Regions from separate parts of the Bombyx mori genome. Here region 1 is linked to region 2. Evidence: chromatin contacts called from public Hi-C data. All regions are on one chromosome and are shown on one strand. Each heading gives the region's core, a stretch centred on a gene start, on an enhancer-like site or on the middle of the called end of the contact. The rest is flanking DNA. Distances are from core to core; before and after follow the strand shown.

What was found. A called contact is a pair of places that touch in the nucleus more often than the background predicts.
Region 1: a contact with region 2 is called in a Hi-C map of midgut, with 1.8 times the contacts expected there. The contact joins the promoter of LOC101738448 here to the enhancer-like site in region 2. A contact is called at or near these places in 2 of 7 Hi-C or Micro-C datasets (midgut and whole pupa).

The regions. Positions count from the first base shown.
Region 1 is chr15:5,166,470-5,170,642 of ASM3026992v2, reverse strand. LOC101738448 reads right to left here and starts at 1,887. Exons shown (of 1, transcript XM_004928555.5): 1 at 1-1,887. The coding sequence starts at 747.
Region 2 is chr15:5,121,436-5,125,889 of ASM3026992v2, reverse strand. It overlaps a transcript of Grf not described here. Among protein-coding and RNA genes, the nearest start is that of LOC101738448, 45 kb to the left of the region's middle. Within about 2 kb of position 2,754, at least 7 of the 8 cell types and tissues checked have open chromatin away from gene starts, as enhancers often do.

The sequences.
Region 1 (4,173 bases), core at 638-3,137, 46 kb before region 2:
TTTTTTTGGTGGTGGTGGTGGCGGCGGAGGGGGAGGTAGCTTAGGCACCGGTGGCTCTTCTTCGTAAGGCTCATTGAGATCATTTAAGTTAGGCAAAGGAGGTGGACGCTTCGGCTTCCTTTTAGGAGGCTCATAAAGAACAGCTATCATTTTTTGAAGATACGGTGATTTCAATGGAGGTTCGATTTTAGCCTTCGGCTTATTGACCGGTTTTTTATGACTTGGATCAGGTTTGAATCTTTCACGGAGCAATTGTATGAGGTTATCTAGACCTAAATATAGTATACCAGACAACATGAGCCGGGCATTCAGATTGTAGACAGCTCGTTTCCCATCGATAGGATGGCCGTAAGTCATAAGGAATAGTTGTGCTAGCATCTCTTTTGGATCATTCCGCCCTAAATATACACAGTTCATTAAGTTTATAATGTTTGGACGTGGGTATAAACCTAGCTCTTTCATGACTCTAGCCGTTCTTATGGGACGGCCTTCTAAAATGTCCTGATAAATTGAAAACTCTAAAGTATCTAGAGCACTTCTCTGCGGAACGCTCAAAACCTGATACCAAATTGGTCCAATTGAATCTCTAACTTTCTTGAGCATACGCTTGTCATTCTTTTGTCTTATTTCTTTAAGCTCTTGCATGAATACTTGTCTTTCCTTAGTTTTCCGTGCGTAGATGATCTGGAGCCGCCGGTGGGCGCGTTCCTCATGACTTGTGTCAGGTCCATAGTTTTGATGTACCATTCTCTCGACTGTATTTGGCAATAACGAATAGTAGGAATAAAGAAATAAATAGAAATACTCTTGATAAAACCACAATTTAGAAAAAAATATGCGTAGCAGCCATATTTTGACAATTATGACGTTTTTTTAATGCCACTGACACCTATCATTTCACTATGGCTTCAAGAAATATGAACAAGTGTCTATAAATCTGGCACCAGTCATATCTGCCGTGCAGGCATTTCTAATCAGAAAGAGATCTTCTGTGGAAACGTGACTTTAAAAAATTCGTATCAATACGAACGTGATTTCTATAAATTTTAAATGAGTAACGGTGTCTGAAAATTTCAAAATATTTATTAGCTTCCATCGTGCAGGGTGACGCAGGTCGGCGCGATCAGCTGTGTGAAACTCGGCCGGTCGTAGACCCACGTTTTGGGTTGAACGCCCTCGGTCATCCATCACCTGAATAATTCTACTCATTCATACTCGACGGCGAATCTATCTTAATATTTAACATCTCATGCATTGTTCCGGAAACAATCAATCAAGTGAATCTACCACAAATGTGGATGCAAAACCGATTGACAGCAATGAATTCGTAGCTACTTCCAATTGTTGAATTCCGCTGGTCTAACCTCTACTGATTCTGGTATGAATTTTATTTTATCAAAATCGAGGTAATGAATGGCTAACCGTAATCATATGAATTAGATCTAAGTATCATTCAAAATGATTATAAGTCGACAGCAAACTAGTGTTACCTACTTGTTTTATTTATTTATTGAGACAATTTTAATAAAGATTTATAACGAAGTGTCAGTTTTACTATACCGATGGCATGTCATTAACGTTAATGAACTTCAATTCTGTTAATCGCTTTAGTATGACTAGTTCCAGTAGCATTAATTCAAGCAATCTCACTGTTTGTAGTGCATCAGCCCGCTGAGTTTCTCGCCGGATCTTCTCAGCGGGTCGCGATTCCGATCCGGTAGTAGATTCATTCGCGAAGCAATTGCTCTTGAGTTGCTAGGTCTCCTTCGGAGGCGCTCGGGCAGTTGTTAGCAAATCCCACCCCTCCTAGCTGAGCCTTTGCTCGCCCACCTGTCCTGGTGAAACTGGAAAGGCCTTCGGGCCACCAGTAATCTTTCAATCACAAAAAAAAAGTTCTAACAAAATAAATTCACTGCCAACTCTCTTTTCAACATCTATGCCTTCGTCTAGTTTATTTTTAAATTGTGAATTTCATTATAATTGTGTCTATTTACATGCAAATATTTCCAAGTGACTTTCTTTTCATTAACAACAAACGTGAGATGCTATCTATCGGACGTTGGCGTTAGCTTAGACGCATACAGCAAGAATTTCTGTATTAATTACAAAGAAAAAAAAAAAAAAAAAAAAATACAACTCTGTACCTTTTTTTATCTCTACTTGTCAATTATTTATTTTTGTCAAGTCATTATATTATTTATTATCATTAAATTCGGACTCTATGCAGATTCTAGTACTATTCGAGTACTATTGGAAAATCTATAATTATCATGAAATTGTGGGTTGATATGAAGATATGAAGTTAATTAAATCGTATAGTTAGCCATAACAGTTTTGAATTTGGGCTTATCATAGTTCGACGTTTACTCGTAGGATGTTTTTTTTACGTTTAAATTTTATTTGTAACACTTTAAACAAATGTGTAACGTATTCAACAACTAAGCGTTCTGTACGTAAAATGTTCTGCGGCTATGCGCCAGGACCGAGTCTAGGCGCTCATGAACGTTCACTTTCCACGTGCCAGGAAGTATCCGAAGGCACTTTCACTCCATTCAAGACCAGGTCGCTGTTCCGCCAGAGCTGTAGCTATTCTAAACAATAACCAGGCGCCATTGTCTTTGTTCTCGGCTTCCAATGATATTACGGCTGATGTCAAATCTGTCGTTCTTTAAGCTGTTTTTTAACGCGAACGCGAGTAAGCTTACGTAAGTTACGTAAATTTCCTCGGTTTTTCCGAATCTTATACGTAATTAAAACTGGTTTTTACGTTTTAATCTCGCGTTTATTATTTGCAGCTTTAAAAAAATTGAATTGAATTTAACGATAAAAAAATTGAAAATAAATATAAAGGTAGGTACTTAATGTACTTATGAATAAAATTAAATGCATTTTTATTGATCGATCAACTGATTAAAATTCGGATGAATAACACTAACTTAATTTTTTTGTTGAGAATTGAAAAGGTTTTTATTGAATAATCGGTTCAGCTAATCGATTTACATATTTTTTTGCTGCCAATTTTAAAATACACTAGAACAAATATTAAGTCCCATTGTAATATCGATATCACCTATAAATCGTGTTAAAGAATTAAATATCTTCATATTTAGCTGAAAACCTATTTATTACGTCTTAAATTAGATTAATAATAGACAAACTATTCCTTCTGATTCATCTTCCAATAGATCCACAGCTAAGCACTATCCGAACATAATTGATTTATGTTAAGTATCGTTCGTTTATTTTTAAAAACATCTTACCTTCGGGGACTATAAAAGATTTCAGCCGCTAGTCCTCGGGAGGTCGTTGACCGTGCTCTTATCTCGGGCATGTGTGCGCACGTGTTTGTGTACGGTGCGCCCGAGTTTGTGCTTTGTTTTGTGAATTGCGATATTATGCAACGCTTATGAAGCGGATAACGTTATCGAAATGTTCATCTACACCATGCTCGTATAGAATTTGTTATTTTCGTTCGCTTTTTGAATGCGACGCGTGTTGTCTTATACTAGGGCCAGCGTTAGAAATCTGATTCGTGTGAAGCCGGAATAGCCCCTTAGGCTATGAACGATTAGGTAGGAAAACATAACGCATGTCGTCAGGTTCGCGTGTCGGTTCCTGATCAATTCAAATTTCATTTAAAAGACGAGCCGGTCACCGTCCTCGTCGAACCCGTCGCTTGCGACGAAGGGCTCGACGAGCGAATTAACCCATAGACAGCCCACTGAGTTTCTCGCCGGATCTTCTCAGTGGGTTGCGTTTCCGATCCGGTGGTAGATTCTGCGAAGCACTGCTCTTGCTAGGGTCAGTGTTAGCAACACTCCGGTTTGAGCCCCGTGAGCTCACCTACACACGTTAGGGCGAAGCTGAAATAGCCTCTCAAGGCTATGAGCATAGGTAGGAAAAAAAAGAAAGACGAGGCGGTTTTTTTTACAAATTAGGTGTATTTAAAAAAACACACACACACATTTTAGTCGGGTTATTGATTGTATTTAAATTGAAAAGTTGAACGCACCGCATGATAACGTTGAATAGACTGCCGTTGACGTACTGCGGATCCATACCACAGCGACAAAAATAGATAGAATATATCTTCAGTTTCTAACAATGGTCTATTAACAAGAATCTACAAAATCAACAGGATGAGTTTTCAGCTGTACAAACTCGTGCACTTGT
Region 2 (4,454 bases), core at 1,505-4,004:
TAAACGAGTGAAAGAGCTTATGAACCTGATACTAAGTGGTTTACAGATACTATAAATATTAACCACACAAATTCCGCCATCAATCATGAGTCATGTTTTTTTTTCTTAGATCAATGTACTCACAGCCCACCTGGTGTTAAGTGGTTACTGAAGCCCATAGACATCTACAACGTAAATGCGCCACCCACCTTGAGATATTAGTTCTAAGATCTCACTCAGTATAGTTACAACGGCTGCTCCACTCTTCAAACCGAAATGCATTACTGCTTCACGGCAGAAATAGGCGCGGTGGTGGTACCTACCCGTGCGGACGCACAGGACGTCCTGCCACCAGTAATTACGCAAATTATAATTTTTGTGAGTTTAATTTTTATTACACGATGTTATTCCTTCACCGTGGAAGTCAATTGTGAACATTTGTTAAGTAAGTTCTTAGTTTCAGTTCTATATATCGGACTCCTCACGTTTCAATACCGGAACGCATTATTGCTTTGCGGCAGGTATGGGGTGACGGTATCTCCCAAGTCGCCCCACCCCAGTACTAGCCAGCATAATAATATGTTTGTCTTCCAAGAAGCCTTTTATACCCGTCATTAAAGATGTGCTAAAGAAATACAAAAATAAAAATCAAGTCATCATGTGGCCGCGAAATCGTTAAAGCACCCGGAAAATTCCATTTTAAATCCGCGACGTCGTGTCGTGTCCGGAAAAACAACGGTTCATTGTGTAGATGACCGCGTCGATCAGTTTTCGCCTCGATTCATTAATGTTTTATACTTATTACTTATATGCTACGTTGACATCCATGTTAAAGTTACATTTATAATATCATGAAAATTTTACAACTGGCGTAAAGCAGATCTGAGATTTGTAAGATCAGGATATGAATTAGTGGGAGCCTGAAGGTGCTGTCGAATTACAAAATGAAAGATTTCCTAATGAGTGGATATTTTTTTCCTACCTAAGCTGAGAGTCTTGAGAGGTTATTTCAGCGTAACCTTAACTAGTAGGTGAGCTCACGGGGCTCAAACCTGACGACGTTGCTAACATGAACCCTAGCAAGAGCCGTGCTTCGCAGAATCTACTACCGGATCGGAAACGCGACCCACTGAGAAGATCCGGCGAGAAACTTAATGATTGGATCGGGAGGATCCGAAATGACGTGTTTGGGGCGACGTGGATTGCTTTCCATTCTGTCCGCAGGATCGGGAATGTAGTTACCGGCGGCCACGATGAGAGGGTTCTCGTGTCGTGCCGCTTTATCGAAGTGGTGAGTGGATATGCATGAACGTCAGCAACACATCAAAATCAATAAAAATGTAAATTGAAGATATTTTGCAAAAGTACTTTATTTATTAAATACACTAATTGCATATTTAAAATCATCAAGTGTAATAATTGATGGTGTATTACACAACTTAAACCAACCAGTTTTATTGGTTTAGAGGAATCTATATCGAATCGTAATTAATGATATGCGCTTGTTTACTTTAAGGGCCCATATTACGAGTGCAATTTCAAGTTCCGATTAGATGATGTTTTAAAGGAAGCTTACTAATCAATAGTACCAATTACTACTGGGTACTAATTAATGGCGTAAAAGGGGAAGTAGTGGTAGACTGTAACGGGAGTAGGAATTGTAATTTCAAAAATTAAAAACAAAGATGAAATTCTTTGTTGCTCTGGTGTCTCGGAATGTATTTTTTGATTCATCAACAAAATTAACAAACTTTACAATAATTTTACTCTCAAACGATTCTCAGAAAGATTAATACGTATTAAAATGTTTTAATAAATGTGCGTTCGCGCTTCAATATTTTTTTTATGAATCACTCGTTAATTTCGGCAAGGTTCATCAGAGTTTTTTTGTTTTGTTTATCTTGCCTTGCCATCGGCGCCGAGTCTGGCATTCCTTTTGCCTAATTTGCTTTGAAAGAATGATTTGTATGACCGCTTCATTGCATTAGCGTCAGTTAGCTCTGAAGCGTGCGCGCAGTCATTCATCCTCATTCACTCAGTTACAGATTGCTTTGCTCTTGTTAAACTTGATTAAATGGGCGTTCGAGTATCCGCGGTAATGTGCTCGTAATTTATAATTCTTAACGTCGCTTAACGATTTAGTGGAGACAGTTCCGGTTATGGTAATGCTGCATTTTTTAAATCAAGTGACCGAAAAACTTATTTTTATGACTTTAAGAGCATAAATTAGATTAATTCTTAATTTGAATAATAACAGAATGATTAACATTCATTTTCTTCCCACTTTTGACAAATTTAAATTTAGAATTTTCGTATAAGTACCATGGATAAAAATAAACTACGATAAGCAAGTATTGAACGAGAATTTCGATAAAGCGCAGCGGAAAACGGAAGCGCGTTGTGGAGGTCATTGAACCTAGACTCGAGTCAATGTCAGCAGCGGTTCAGGTCCAAGATTCGGCAAGAATAAGGGTGCGTACTTGGCAGTCGGGGTAGCAGGGTGCAACTGTCGCGGGGTAACGACCGAGCCGGGGTCGTCGGCCGCCGCCACGCGGCCGAGCGACCTGCCCATCCGATTGATCGGAGCGGGACGGCACTAACTCGTACCCTCATGATTTAACTACCCTTGAACATAATAGAGGAAATAGCACTTTATTCCGTAAAAGATACGGTCTGATTCAGTTTGGCGGTATCGGGGGAGTTAGGCTTTAAACATGAATTTAGTCAGGGAACCGAACGCCGCACACAGGCGTGCAATGGGAAGTAGTTTTGCTCAAAATATTGATTTTTCCGCGGGCACTGCGGCCGCGTGGCTTGCGTGTGTGTGCGTACTGGCGCGAGTGCGTGTGCGTGCACGTCTATTTTGGGCAGAGCACGTGGTTCGTAGTTGTTGCTTGTTGACATACTATTTTATTTTTATCCGCGGCTCGATCACTTAATTGCATTACATCATTGGTTTAAGTTTACCGAATTGCGATAATCATGTTGGTATGGTTTATTTTTATGTTTGAGAGCATAGCCATAAAAAATCAGTTAATTAAAACTTGTCTCAATGAAGACCAAAGGAATGCTGAGACTTTATTGCTTGCCGTGTTTGATGATGTTGATAGATTTAAAGTTATTTTTTTAACTTTGTATGGCGTAATACAACGTCTTGTAGGAATACAGTTTTCCCCCCAAAACGTGTCGTAAATTATCATGAGTAAATGTAAAGGGAAAATACATGAAATTTTAATTAATGTCATTACGAGATGTAAGGTTTTTTTATGTTTCACTTATCCCAATAAAATCGATCGGAAATCATTATCGCATGTATTTTGCAAACAAAGGGGAGATTTGCTCAAAAAAACGTTTCTCTATATTTCCTGGTATCACTAATACCTATTCATACTCGTAACTATGAGTATCGACGCACACAGAAGTCCTCGGTGTTTACGCACACAACCACATCACTTTACCCTTGATTTTGCCAGCTCAAGGTCTCTACCCTCGCGGTCTACTCGCTCGCACTCATCCATTGCCACATAAGTTTATCCTTGTTCGATGTTCGGACGCTTCCGAATTTTGCCGACCGGGAGTCGAGGTCGACGACCTCCGGGGACGCGTATTGGTAAATAAACATTGGTATTATATAACTTATCGAATGTTTTGATTGCACGTTTTGTCGATAGCGTAACTATTATATGGCCAATGCCACTGTCAGGAAATAATAGCTTACGATAAATAGTTTTCGAGGTAGATATTTTGAAAAACATTATGTACTAAATACTATTCCTATTCAAATTGGAAAAAACTTAACTGATAGACGATAATGAAAACATTATAATGTTTGTAATGCACAACACAACAATAATAAAACACATTCATAACATACCAATTTTTTTTAGTGTGTTTCTTAATAAACTCCTAATGTAAAGTGGTGGCTGTCATCCACAAACACAGCCCAATGAGTTTCGCGCCGGATCTTCTCAGTGGATCGCATTTCCGATCCGATGGTAGATTCTGCGAAGCACTGCTCTTGCTAGGGCTCCGGTTTGAGCCCGAGAGCTCACCTAAACGATAGGGTAACGCTGGTATAGCCTCTCAAGGCTATCAGCACAGGTAGGAAAAATAGAAACTGAGAAAAAAAAACCACAGTAGACCTTAAGACGAAGGCACTAATAGCCTATAAGCCGAACAGTTGTATTGTCTCGTTACGACCCTGTGCTGGTATCCAAACAGACACAGAACGCTCATTCAGTATTCAAGTTAGTAGATGGGGGATAAGTTGAAGAAAAATGAGCATTGCTCTAACTAAAGGATGATAACTTCTAATAGAAGACAAGTGGTCAGTTTACCTTCTGTAGAAGTTGGTTTTTGTGCAGGCGTTATTCTTTATATCGAGGGGGGGAAGGCTATTTGGCTTAAGCGACATTTAATCTTTGTAATTAAAGGTACGTTTTATTTATAAATAGTATTAGCATCAACAGTTCGAT